Linked DNA regions of Gossypium hirsutum: all the other regions are linked to region 2. The links are chromatin contacts, called in public Hi-C maps. All regions are on one chromosome and are shown on one strand. Each heading gives the region's core, a stretch centred on a gene start, on an enhancer-like site or on the middle of the called end of the contact. The rest is flanking DNA. Distances are from core to core; before and after follow the strand shown.

The links. A called contact is a pair of places that touch in the nucleus more often than the background predicts.
Region 1: a contact with region 2 is called in a Hi-C map of leaf, with 2.4 times the contacts expected there. The contact joins the promoter of LOC107893639 here to the promoter of LOC107893636 in region 2. A contact is called at or near these places in 12 of 34 Hi-C or Micro-C datasets (anther, callus, fibers and 4 more).
Region 3: a contact with region 2 is called in a Hi-C map of leaf, with 2.9 times the contacts expected there. The contact joins the promoter of LOC107893631 here to the promoter of LOC107893636 in region 2. A contact is called at or near these places in 13 of 34 Hi-C or Micro-C datasets (callus, hypocotyl, leaf and 1 more).

The regions. Positions count from the first base shown.
Region 1 is chrA13:77,317,616-77,322,430 of Gossypium_hirsutum_v2.1, forward strand. It overlaps LOC107893639 (serine/arginine-rich splicing factor SR30), which reads right to left and starts at 3,221. Exons shown (of 15, transcript XM_041085012.1): 1 at 2,396-3,221; 2 at 2,037-2,102; 3 at 1,875-1,949; 4 at 1,683-1,788; 5 at 1,556-1,602; 6 at 1,259-1,316; 7 at 987-1,036; 8 at 805-861; 9 at 601-722; 10 at 418-516; 11 at 29-65. The coding sequence starts at 2,479.
Region 2 is chrA13:77,179,779-77,184,215 of Gossypium_hirsutum_v2.1, forward strand. It overlaps LOC107893636 (26S proteasome regulatory subunit 6A homolog), which reads left to right and starts at 2,841. Exons shown (of 10, transcript XM_016818675.2): 1 at 2,841-3,207; 2 at 3,558-3,674; 3 at 4,032-4,139; 4 at 4,298-4,437. The coding sequence starts at 2,872. It overlaps LOC107893634 (tafazzin), which reads left to right. Exons shown (of 7, transcript XM_016818674.2): 4 at 1-102; 5 at 924-1,042; 6 at 1,230-1,335; 7 at 1,548-2,191. The coding sequence ends at 2,102.
Region 3 is chrA13:77,005,190-77,009,626 of Gossypium_hirsutum_v2.1, forward strand. It overlaps LOC107893631 (40S ribosomal protein S21), which reads right to left and starts at 1,298. Exons shown (of 4, transcript XM_016818671.2): 1 at 1,185-1,298; 2 at 883-995; 3 at 662-794. The coding sequence starts at 926.

The DNA.
Region 1 (4,815 bases), core at 1,971-4,470, 140 kb after region 2:
ATCTCTAAAATATAACTAAAGTTCACACCTTTTTCTGCCAAGCCGAAAGCTGACATCCAACCGAACTACAAGTAAAAGGTAAAAGGTTTCACATCACACAAAGACCATGAAAAATACAGGTCAAGACTCTTCAAGAAAAGGAACACAATATCAATCAAGTATTTTAATCGAAGTAAAAAAGACAGAAAAAGTGAGCAGCAGCATTAAATCCCACCATGCAAGTTATTTCGCTTCTAGAAGAATAGAAAGACTTGGGTATTAAGTTCATACAAAATGAGAATATTTAAGTTCATAGAATATTGAAAACGAGAATGTCACCAAGTTCACTTATAAAGTTTACAAATGCAGAATTGCAGTAAAATAAAAAGCTTCAACAACATAAAAAGGAAGAAGTAAAAAATTAAACTTACGCCATACCTCGAATAGGAGCGGGCAGGTGACACTGAATGGGAACGAGGTGAGACAGACCTTGATACCGTTAGAGATCGACGCAAGTATTTGGCCCTTGGAGACTTGCTGTAAAATAGGTTAAATTAAGGGTAACTTCAATGGGATGAAAAGTAAATATTCTAGCAGATATTTTCACGAAGGGAGACTCACCTCCTGCTCCTGCTCCTGCTCCTATAACTATAACTGCGACTAGGGCTTCGACTATATGGGCTACGACTAGGACTTCTAGAGTAGCTGCGCTTAGAATCATATCTTGAATCATACTCCTTCACCTGAAAAAAAATAAAATTAGATACGCTATCAAGTAATGTCGCAGAAGCATAGATCTAAGACTTAAAATGCATCCAAACATACCCGTATGTAAGCCCGGCTAAATGCATTTCGAAACTCAGAGTCATCAAGCTTCCTTATCTGCCAAGTCAAGATAGCTAATTAGAGGAAGTATAGCCTTTTAGGTTAAAGTATACACAAATACCAACTCCATGTAAACAAGTTAAAACTTAAAAAGTCCACAAAGTTAAAGAACAGTGGCTTACAGCATATTTCATATCATCATAGTTCGTGTAATCTACAATCCCTGTCATGCCTGCAAAGAAAACGCAATAACATTAATATAAAAGTCAAATAATTTTTTCCTCAAGATAACTGTCAAACAAATGTAAACAAGAAGCAAATCATGTGCAGGAGCAAACTTGCAATGCATCATGTTGATAAGCAATACATAAATCCCAGAGGAATCTAAGCTATTTCATCCTATGGTTATGGAATGAAGTCCTTATGCGTTAAGGAGCATGATAAGGATTCTAACCTCCACGATCACGAAACACTTGAGAGAAACAGACATCCCCAGCTTTTCGCATGTGATCCTGGTCATAAAACAAAAAATCATTTAAAACGGAAAACACACTTTTATGCATTTCAAAAACCTTGATGCATAGACCATGTCACAACTTCAACTAATTTAATAATTAGTATTTATCATCGTTTTCCATATACTTACACATATGTAGATCAAAGCCATGAAAAAAGGCAACAATCAAGGAAAAATTACATGCATAGAAAAGGAATTGAGTAGTAAAGAACAAGCAATAGTTATAACACTCACCTTTAGGTCTTGCCATGAAGCAGAAGAAGGTAAACCAGTCACCAAAACTGCATATAAAGGGATTATGAGGTTAGAACACAGCAGCAGTTTGCCAAACTACAAAGATGATTTGGAAAACTATACATACCACGATAGTCAGAGCGCCTGGAAGGCCCACGGCTACTGCTACCACTGTAACTACTATAACGATCCACAGATGAAGAAGGTCTTCGCCCACCATGAGCAAGTTCAACCTAAAAATAAAGAATCATAACCATTATCAGGCAGGCAGAAAGCTATAAAACTAATATATATGAACTAAACAAGATTAGCTACAAACCCTTAGACGATTCCCATCAAAGTTATAACCATCTCGACCACGAATTGCATCTTCAGCATCACGAGGATCCTCAAACTGCAATATGCAATTGTTAGATTACTGAAACCTAAAAACTGATTTCCTATTATTCTTTGCCTCAAATCACAAAATATTAAAACTCACCTCAACAAATGCATAACCAGGGGGCCTTGGTGGGATCTTCAAGTCAATATCAACAATGGGTCCATACTGCAATATAAAAACATAAAATACTAAGCAAGCGGCAAACCTCCAAAACAAGATAAAGCAATGCGTTAAACAGTAATTTGGAAACCCAAAATTGATTAATCCAACAAAATTATTTCTTCCTCTTTTTTCTTTTCTTTTTTTTTTTTTCACACAGCTAGTTATGCCATATCTCCACTACCCAAAGTTAAAACTATAAAAATAGGTCACATTAGAGCAACTTTTGAAACTATTTAGTAAAATACTGCAAGAATGAACATAGATGATGATTTAAGAATAACAAGGGAAAAGAAAACCTTGTAAAATAAATCTTCAACTTCCCTCATACGAGTATCCCCAGGCAGATTGCCCACATAGAGCGTGCGGCTTGAACGGCCCATTTTTCCCTGAAACAATACCCAATCTTAATCTAGAAATACAAAAAAGGCAAGTAACAAAAAAAAATGGCGGTTTCAGTGATAAACAGGTTCATCCAAGACATAGGAAAATTTCGAAGAAAATTTGAAGAACAGAGAATACAGAGAAAAGGTCGGGTTGTAGGGATTTAGATGATAGATAATTCTGGAAGGTTATAGAAGAAGGGCTTCGTGGGTGGCTTTGAAACGATGAAAATTAAAAAAGACAAAACATGAATCTTTTCAACTTAACCCTATGCAATGGTTTGTCACGTGTTGGTGTTTGATTTCTTTCTTTTTTGAAATTTCCAGTTGAAGCTGCTTTACGGTTTTACCCCCTCCTTCCTGGAAGTATCAGACGTGTTTTGAGCCTGTTGTGATTATTTTGCTATACGGAAATTTGGTTTGTAAGTTTAAAATATGTAATAAAATGGATCATTTTCTTCTAAAATCACTTTTGTATTAGATTTTTTTAGTGGCTTATATCAAATTTGAAGAAGTAAAAAGTTTGTATACAAGAAATAAGGACATCTTCAAGAAAATGGAGTACAGAATGAGTTTTATGGTTGCTTCATGGAAGCGTTTGAGTTGTTGACATTATGAGAATTCTTAAGTAGGAGCAGTTGTGGTCTGGAGAAAGATTGTTTATTTAGAAATCTTTGAGGAGGATTGGAATACATAAGCATGAATCTTTATTCAAGGAGGCTACTAATGGAGTGACTAGCGAAATATGCTTCAAAACTCAAAATATCTTTCCCTTTTTATCTTTTATTATGTACAAAAAAAATCCCGTTATTATGAGAATTATCAAGACAAAAACGAATATTTGGTTACCATAACTAATTAAACCTTGGGTTAATACTTTTTTTGCTCATCATATATTAGCAAAATTTAATTTGATTTTTGAATACTAATTTAAAACCTACTTTATTGGCTAACTACAACTCTTGCTATCACCCAACCTTGTTAAGAACATAAGTCAAGTAAAAGAATAGTTGTAATCGCTCAAGTCGATGGATTTTTTTATATATAATACACTTAACTCATCAACCTTTGACATCTCTATGTCAACTGACCTAATCAAATCCACTTATTATTGATTGGTTCAATTGGTTAAGTTAATTAACTCAATTTTTTGGATTGGATGGGGTAGATTATTTGGAATTAGGTTATTCAATTATTAGGTTGGATTCAATTTAAATTATATATTTGTCGATTAAATCTTAGTTCGATTGTCATGGACATTATTGTCAATACAGGTGGATGTGGATTCGAGTACGCTGACGCGCATTATCCTCCTATTTGTGGGTTGAGGAGAGACTATGGATAGTTCTAGGCATTGTGTTAAAAAGAGTAGATATGATCAAAACCTATAATGAGATTGTTAAAAAAATTAAATTATAGACTTATATATAATATTATAAATATATTTACAATAAATAAAAATAATGTAACACCCTAATTTTGGGCCTAGTCGGAACCATTAATCCGAAGTCGGAGAAATTATTTTTTATTTTATGTGTTATAGCATGATTATATGAGTGTATGGAAATTTTGGTGAATTAATTTTAGCTATTTTGTGCTTAATTGCGAAAAAGGACTAAATCGCATAAAGTGCGAAAGATTTGTTCTACAAGCTAATGTTGTTAAATAGCTATAAACACTAAATTAGAGGTCCTTAGTGAGCAAATAGATCAATAAAAATTAGTGGCTGAACATGGAGACAAAGAAATTGAAAAGTCAAAATTTGGTGGGCATTAGGTGACTTATTTAGTAATAAAATAAAACAAAAAGGAAAAATGTTGTCATCTTTTCATCTTTCTTCTTCATCCACCGAAAATGGCTGCAAACATAGGGCTTTTGAGAGCCCAAACTTTCGGCCACTTAGTTCTCTTGCAAGTAAGTGTTTTTGAAGGTCTTTCTTGATAATTTTTGTATCTTTATGACCCTTGTAGCTTAAGCTAACTAATGGAGGGACTAGTTTATAAAATGGTTGAGAGTCTAGGGTTTTGCCACGTGAATACTCATTTTTTTTGTTGAATTTTTATGAAAGAAAATGAATCTTGGTTGTTTAATTAACAACTTTTGTGAAAGGATTTTTTTCATGAAACCACCTAAAATGGACCTTTTTGTAAAGGTTATAAAATAGGTGATAAATGTGTGGAAAAATTGAAATTGAGAGTTTCTATAAGCTTAAATCAGTTTCAGCTAGGCTTGGTTAATGAGGAAATTCGATGAAAATCGTTTTACGGGCCTAGGGGCAAAATCATAATTTTGTGAAAGCTTAGGGGCAAAACTGTAAATTTGCCAAAGTATGTTTT
Region 2 (4,437 bases), core at 1,591-4,090:
CTGTGTGCATCAGATCGATGCTTCAGTAATCCCGTGACGTCAGCATTCTTTCGATCTGTAAAAGTGTTGCCAGTTTCTCGTGGTGATGGGATTTACCAGATGGTACATCTTTTAAATTTTGGCATATTCTTAGCAAGTATGGAACAGTGTGTGTTGAGTAAGAATCAAGTCGATAAGTATACATCATGCAAGTGCATAGAATCAATGTTACAAGGAATGTGGATATGTTTTGTAAGGGGAATGAAAATTAGAGCACAATCGCTACTTAAATGAAACCTAATTTGATAGTATGGTTTTCTCTAGTTCGTTTAGTAGGAATGAAATATGATTATTGGAACATAAAACCTTATTTTTTGGAACTTATACATACGAATTTTATGTTCATATAAAATACACAATTCTCAATTCCGAAGTTAGTGGATTGTTTTGTTTTACCCAATAATCTTATAATAAACTATACATTAATCAGATCATTAGTTTTACTAAATCGGATCGCTAGTGTTCCTTGATTAGGATTGTGTATCAATGTGAAAATGGTTGGAAAGATAGCGATTTGTGGTATACATTGTTGAGATGAGGAACGTTTAACTGAAGGTGGAAAACAAAGAAGACGGATATATTATTGGCTTTTGAATGTCTTTGAAATGTATGATTGCTAATGTAGTCGAATAGTTTGATTGTACATACAATCTACATGCATATTGTTTAGTGCCTTTAAGGGACTTTGTTTCCTTTTCCGTTCCTTGAACTTCATATGATGCATAAGTTATGTAATATGTGTTAGACGTGAGATACTTGGACTTTCATCAACAGGTTTATAGTCCGGTATGTTGATTTTATCTTGCATGTTTACGCCTTCATTAATTACTTAAACATGTGTGGTATTTATGCTCATTTCATCATTTTGATTCAATTTGTTGCAGGGCATGGATATGGCCATTTCGAAATTGAATACTGGTGGATGGGTTCATATCTTTCCAGAAGGTAGTCGTTCTCGAGATGGTGGAAAAACTGTGAGATCTTCTAAGAGAGGTGTCGGGAGGTGAGTGTAAATAACTTCCTATGCAAATCTACATCTTCTCACATCAGGAAATAAACAGACCCATCTCTTGACGGAATCTGTGTTAAAGGGTTAAATTTTTTCAAAAAAAAAAAAGGAACTTTTAGCCTATTTGTTGCTTTCCTTGTTAGTAACAAAAACTTTTGGAAACATTGTTATGGTGATACAGGTTAGTTCTAGATGCTGACAGTACCCCAATTGTTCTGCCATTTGTGCATACCGGAATGCAAGATGTTATGCCAATAGGGGCCAATTTCCCAAGGATTGGCAAGACGGTATGTATTCCTGCTGTTATTCCTTTGCTTAATAGACATTAGTTTTATGTGATATCTCCAGTGGCTTCACAATGCTTTTACATGGTCCCGTTTATAGTAGCATTTAAGAAAAATCCTTCCTAATTGGCCGTTATATTGGGTTTTATGTTTATGATCTCATTTCCTGTCAATAATTGTTATGCTGAATTCTTTTAATACATGCAATTTTGTAGGTGACAGTTCTAATTGGAGACCCTATAATTTTTGATGATCTGCTTAACTCGGAAGAAGCCACAGAAGCATCAAGAGGAAAATTATACGATGCCGTCGCATCTAGAATTGGGCATCAACTGCAGATTTTGAAAGTAAAAGTCGACAAATTAGCGCTCGAGCAATCTATCCGATTAGAAAACCATAACAAAGATGGTGCAGAACGAGCAGCCAATATCTTGCACCAGGTAGATTTGGATCCATTTGGGTTAGGAAGCCATGAATATATTAGGTATGAATCCTTGGTAGAAGAAGCCCGAACGAAGCTGAATGATATGAGTCCCGAAGAAGCCACTGCAGATGGATATACGAGAATGGGATATTCTTGTGAAGGCGGGATTGGTTCAAGGATTCGCAGTTATATGGATCCAACTGAATTGATGGGATTCGCAGCGAGAGGCTTGCTAATGAACTGCAGATCTAAGGAAAAGCATTCAGACACAAGTGACATAAGCCCACTGAAGACTTGGAAACAGTATTTGGAAGCTAATATGCTAAAACAATGGAATACATGTTAAAATTTGGTGTTCGAATATGTAAATAAGAAACCTTGATATATCAGCAGTTTTGATATATGCTAAATATAAATTTCCAGCTTTTACTTCTACCTCATGTTGTTCTCGTATCTCTACTAACTCAGATAACTCTTACACCACCAATATCTCTACTAATATCAAATGTATATAGCGTGTTAATGATCTTGAAATGGTATTTACTTCCGATTTGAATACACTTCACATCGTGAATACTGATTTTGTTTTAAAAAATAACACTAATTTACCAACTTTAGATGTTAAATAGTTTGAAATTAATTAATAAAATAAAACATAAAATTTGTATAATATTAAAATTAAAAGAAAGTTTACAAGTTAACCTCTACTCAATCAAATATATTTTTAATAGTAAAAATCTTATCACACGCACATACATATAAAAATCACTTATTTAAATTACAAATATATATGTATAATAATAATATATATTAAATAATTTAAAATATTATTAATTTATAGAGTTGGTGGAGATAACAAATGGTGCATATTAAAATAAATATATAAAATAAATTAAAATGAAATTTTGGTTGAGTAGTAAAATTAAGGTTTTGTCAATCCAATTTGTGTGAGTTTAAATATCATTATATTCATATTTTTATTTTTATTAATTTTTTTAAAAATAAAAATATTCTCAAATAATACAACTTTATTTTAATTACAAATGGGATATATTTGGGCTGTGCAGTGAGAAAAGCTTGGAGTAATTTGAAAAAGAAAAGGAGCCCAGATTTGAATGAAAGAGCAGGCCGACGTGAAGGAAATAAGCCCATTGCAGATTCATCGGCTGAAATCGAATTTTTTCAAGCTCTCATTTTCTTCGACAACAAGAGAACTACAGTTTGGTAGTATAAAGATCTTCATCTGTTCTTCCTTTTTCTCTATTCTCTCCGTCTTGTATTCTTTTCCTTCATTTTCCGACTCATCGTTGTATTTTTTTTTAAAACCCTCACCGATGGCGACCGCTATGGTAGAAGATTCTAGCTTTGAAGAAGACCAGTTGGCTTCCATGACTACCGAGGATATCGTCCGAGCTTCCCGTCTTCTTGATAACGAGATTCGTATTCTCAAGGTCCCTCTTTGACCTTGATCTCTCTCTTTCTCTCTCTCCCCCGCATTATGATTACTATTTTTTAGGGTTTTTGTTTTTGTTTCTTTTTTAATCCACAACTATCAATTTTAATCAGATGGTTTCTTTCAATTACTCGATGTTAATCGGATTTTAGTTTTGGGTATGGATTAAATCTAGGCAATGTTTACAAATAAGGGAATGTTCTTTAGTTTAGTTGTAAATTTTCTGGTTTATTATAATTGGGATATGTTGATGGTTAAAGCTATATTATTTTCTTTTTTATGGAAAAACTTTTTCTACTTCTGAAATAATTTTCTGATTTTTGTTTTAATTGGTTTCTGGGATTAAAGGAGGAGATGCAAAGGACAAATCTCGAGTTGGATTCATACAAGGAAAAGATTAAGGAGAATCAAGAGAAAATTAAGCTTAACAAGCAGTTGCCTTACTTAGTCGGCAACATTGTTGAGGTAAATTTTTCTTCTTTCTTTTTCCCCCAATGAACCCTGTTGAACTTCTGTGTTAAATTTGTGTTCCAGTAATCTTCTATTTGTTCTGTACTGGTATATATAATTCTGAATTTAAATAAACTCAAAAGAGTATTCAAAGGGGGCAGCAAATGAATAATGAGCCATTGCAGATGAATAATAAGCAAAGCTTCTGCTTGCATTTTAGTTGGACTAGATTGTGAGTATTGGATACAGATGTGTTTGACATGGCCCATGTCGAAAAATGTGTGTGGCACCCATGTCAAACATGGGTACCGTAAAATGATAGTCAGATCCACATAGTTTGCTGCTTTAAATTTTAACTACTCTTTCTTTCAGATATTGGAGATGAACCCTGAAGATGAGGCAGAGGAGGATGGTGCCAACATAGATCTAGACTCACAAAGGAAGGGTAAATGTGTTGTGCTGAAAACCTCTACTCGTCAGGTAATGGCACAGCATCATTTCTTATCTGCTATGATAGGGAAAGTCAATAATCAGTTATGCTTTTCCTTAGTTCAAGTGGTTACCAAAATCAACATCTTTGAATATCTCGGTGGAAAGAAAAACTGGTTTGATCTTGACTTGTTTTATAATTACTACAGACCATCTTTCTACCTGTGGTTGGACTTGTAGACCCTGATAAATTGAAACCTGGTGATTTGGTTGGTGTCAACAAAGACAGCTACTTGATATTGGATACTTTGCCATCTGAGTACGACTCCAGAGTAAAGGCTATGGAGGT
Region 3 (4,437 bases), core at 48-2,547, 180 kb before region 2:
ATAGAATCCAACTTTTATACAATGAACAACTTTGTAATTGGGTCTACCAGGAACCTGTCAGTCTACAAGCAACCAGGCTTGCTTTCCTACGATATATTGCATCAGGTCTTTAAGCATGGAGTTTTAGCTGTGGTATTTCAATTCAGAATGTTCTTAAAACCAAAGTTTATTTCTCTAAATGTACTACCAGAGCAGAGCAGAAGGTATAAGTTAAAAACATTCAAAATGAACAACCCTGTAACTGTGTCTATACTAGGACCTTGTGCCAATCTACAGGCAGCCGGACACACCCCACATTGCATACTCCAGGTCTTTACACATTGCATCCAAAATATGCTAATAAACCCAATGTTTTCCCTTGCAAAGTAAATGGATCGCAATTGACACTTCAAATGCATCTCAAACATTCAGAGTCTTTAACTTGACAACGTAACTAGAAGCTCATTACTAACAAAGCAAGTTGCAAGATTAATCTTTTTAAGCATGATCAGAATTTTAAACATGTAATTAATGCAAACCTGAGAATGCAGTGAAATGACCCTTCAAGAATCCTCCAAATAAAAAAGAAATTAAATTAAACATTCACTTATCAGACACCAGTAACATAGGACTGAAGCAGCCCAAAATATCCAACAGAGGTTAGTAAAGAACCAAAACGAACCTGGGCTCGAACAAAGCCACAAAGAGCAAAAGTGGAGAATGTGCCAGTGTATCTGCCAAGCTCATCCAAGTGCCCAACGTTAATCTGAACGGATGCATGATCCTTGGAGGTTATAAGCCTGTTAGTGGCGGAACTGCAACAACAAAAGTACAAATGAGCATTACAATATAGACAAAAATTGTGAGAAAGAAACATGAGTGAAGCAAATTAAAAACCATTTCCTGGGGATATAAAGATCCATGTTTTGCCCCTCTTCGTTCTGCATCTTTTCAGACTGCTTAACTGATGAAGAAACGCAAAGCTGAAACTATATTTGAACTTCAAGTTCGATCCCCTGCAAATAAATTATGAACAAACATTTTATAGAAAACCCAAATCCTGATTTAAATTATAATTTCTGGGAAAAAAAATTGCCAAGCATATTTAAACATTTCAAAAGGGAAAAAAATTCAAACGTATGAAGATTAAAACACCAAAATAAAATTAGAACTATGAAACCCAGAGACACAGAAAGGTATACTACCTGTAAGATAATAAAGGAAAGCGGCTGAAGACGCGAAAACTGCTAGGGCTGGGTTTATTTATTTAAAACATGATAATTATTTTTTTAAGAAAATTAGCTGGATTTTATTACAGAAGGCCAACACAAAATGCAAAGCCAAAATGACATGGGTCATAATAGACTAGTCCAAAACATACAAACAAAGACTAAGCCCACAAAAGCCAAAACCAAAAGAATCAAAAACAAAAACAGAAAAAACAGCCCAACAACAAGATCCAGCAAACGGCAAAAAAAGGGGAGCTCTAGAGACGTCTTCTTCAGCTGTACTCCAATAATTAAAACCCCTTTTGAAAAAATTAGCAAGAACCGCTTGGGGAAGCAAAAACCATCAGATACTTAATTACCCATCATATCAATCCTATCAAACCTATTCATTACCCCGATGCACATTGAAAGATCAAAACCCATTGAAACTCAGCAAAATCAAAATTCCAGAACACTTTCTCTAGACCCTTCATTTCTTCTTCCCCTATCCTCACCCACTACCTCCATCTGCCTCCTGTCTTCAGCTATCGCCTCCACCGCACCAGGAGATATTAGATTTGTTAAGTAAGTAGATTCTCTTTTCTTGAGTCCTTCTTGTGCTAAACAATGGGCAACTCTGTTAGCCTCCCTGTTTGTGAAAAGAAAAACACAATGATTAAATTGACAGCTGAGATACTGAGCATCTTTGATATACACAGAAATTTTAGATCTGTCCTCCTTTTCCTCTTGCAGCTTCCGAATGATCGTTCGAGAATTACCTTCAACCTCAATCGCCCTCAACCCAAGTTGTAACCCCAGCTTCAGTGCCTAAAAACACGCTACTGCTTCTGCGGAAAAAACAGACGGTATGTTCAAGTTCATTTTCGTTTTACAACAGATAACCTCTACTGTACTGTTACGAATCACTAACCTAGAGCATGACTCTTTGTTGTGATTGTTGAAAGTTGCGTCAAAGTTCACTTTCAATCTCGATCCCATCGGAGCAGTCCATCTGTCCACACAGATCCATCTTTCAAGTATAGCACTTTTTAGATCATCAAGTTCCTTTAAATAAATTTGCACAAAACTTGCAATCTGAACGCCTGTTTGGTTTTCCCCCTCATGAATAAATTTGTTCCGAGACGTCCATAACGCCTATAAAGCGCATACAGTCATTTTACACAAAGCCATGGATCTAGTCTCAAAGGTATTTTTCAGCCAAACTGTAAATTCTGAATTGTCATCCGAGCTAGCCCATGCCATATGTAACTGCTCTCATGTATCTTTTGCAGGAGGACATTCCCAGAAAATATGCTCCCTCATTTCAGCTCCTGTTTGACACCTTCTACACATGGGGGAAGCAATCATTCTGCGATAATGAAGATTACTAAAACGAGGCAGATAGTTACATAGGAATCTCCAGATTGTAATTTTAATTTTAGGGGGTAGATTCATTTTCCATAATTTTTTGTAAATTTGCTTGTGATTTGTATGTAATTGATCCCGACCTTCTTGTAAAAGAAGTCAGTGACCACTTCGGACCAAGTATTCGCCTGACAACTCACCCCGCCAAACAAGAGAGTCTTCATGCTCAAACAAAGGAAGAGGAATACAGAGGATCCTTTTTGTAATCTGTTCCTCAAAGGTAAAACTGATCAGATCAGACTTCTATTTTTTAGAACTTGCATCAATAAGATCCGCAACTTCGATGAGACTCTAATTATTATTCATATTCTGAATTCTGAGTTGATCATCTCCAAGTATCCAAACATCATCCCAAATAGAAACTTTCTAACCATTCCCAATCCGCCAATCCAAACCCTTCAAGAGGAGGCCCCTCGCGGCCCAGATACTCTGCTAGGTAAAAGAAGGTGACCTCCCCAAACTAGAGTTCAAGAAATCACTATCTTTAAAATATCTGGCTTTCAAAGTACGCGTTAGTAAAGAATTAGGATTACTTAACGACGCCAACCTTGTTTAGCCAATAAAGCAGTATTAAAAGAACTCAAATGACGAAATCCCATACCACCATCCTCTTTAGGCGCACATAAGGATTTCCAATCACACCAATGCATCCACTGCTTGCTATGATTATTCCTCCACCAAAATGAGCCCATTATGTTTTCCAGTTCCACACAAAACAATTTTGGTAAAAGGAAACAAGCCATCGAATAGGTGGGAATAGACTGTAAAATAGCCTTGATAAAAACCTCTCGACCTCCGTGTGAAATGTGTCTAATACTCTAGTTGTTGATTTTCTGCTTCAAACGATATTTCAAATTTTGAAAAGCCATTTTCTTCTTACAACCCACCATGTTGGGAAGTCCATGATATCTCTCCAGATCGGTCGAACAACGAACATTAAGAACCCGAAACACCCTACTCTTATCCTGATCCTTCACATTTGTGTTGAAAAAAGCCGTAGATTTTTCATAATTAACGCACTGCCCCGAACAAGACTCATACTCCCCAAGAATTTCTTTCAGCACATTAACCCCCTGGTTTGTTATCTCTCCGAACAGGATACAGTCATCAGCAAACATGAGATGAGTTATAGGTGGGGCCGATCTTTTTTATTCTGACTTGCCAGCCTCATTAACTCAGAAAGCCCTTCTCCACAAAATAAGAAGAGATAGGGACTTAAAGGATCCCCTTGACGCAAGCCCCTAGAAGGCTTGAAACTTTAACCTTCTTCCCCATTAATCAGAATAGAATACTGAACAGAATTAACACAATAGATAATAAACTCAATAAACCATTCGTCAAAACCCATTTTTGACATTATGCTTTTAATGAAAGGCCACTCCACTCTATCATAGGCCTTACTCATATCGAGTTTTAAAGCCATGAAACCTTTTTTTCCATATCTTTTGTTTTTAAAGGAATGAAGCACCTCATATGCCAAAATCACATTGTCGGTAATGAGTCTACCAGGAACAAAAGTACTCTGTGAGTCATCAATACACTCATGTAGAACCTTTTGAAGCCGATTAGCTACAGTTTTTGCAATGATCTTATAAATAACTGTGCATAGACTAATGGGACAAAAATTCTTAAGATTGCTAGGATTAGCAGTCTTGGGAATCAGCACTGTTTGTGTTTTGTTTATATCCCCCACAGATTTTCTGTTATTCAGAATATCTAAACAAAATATGCAAACATCAAAATGTGCCAGAATTTCTGGTAGAAAATTGCTGGAAAGCCATCAGCACCTGAGGCTTTGGTAGGTCCTATACCCTTCAACACCTCA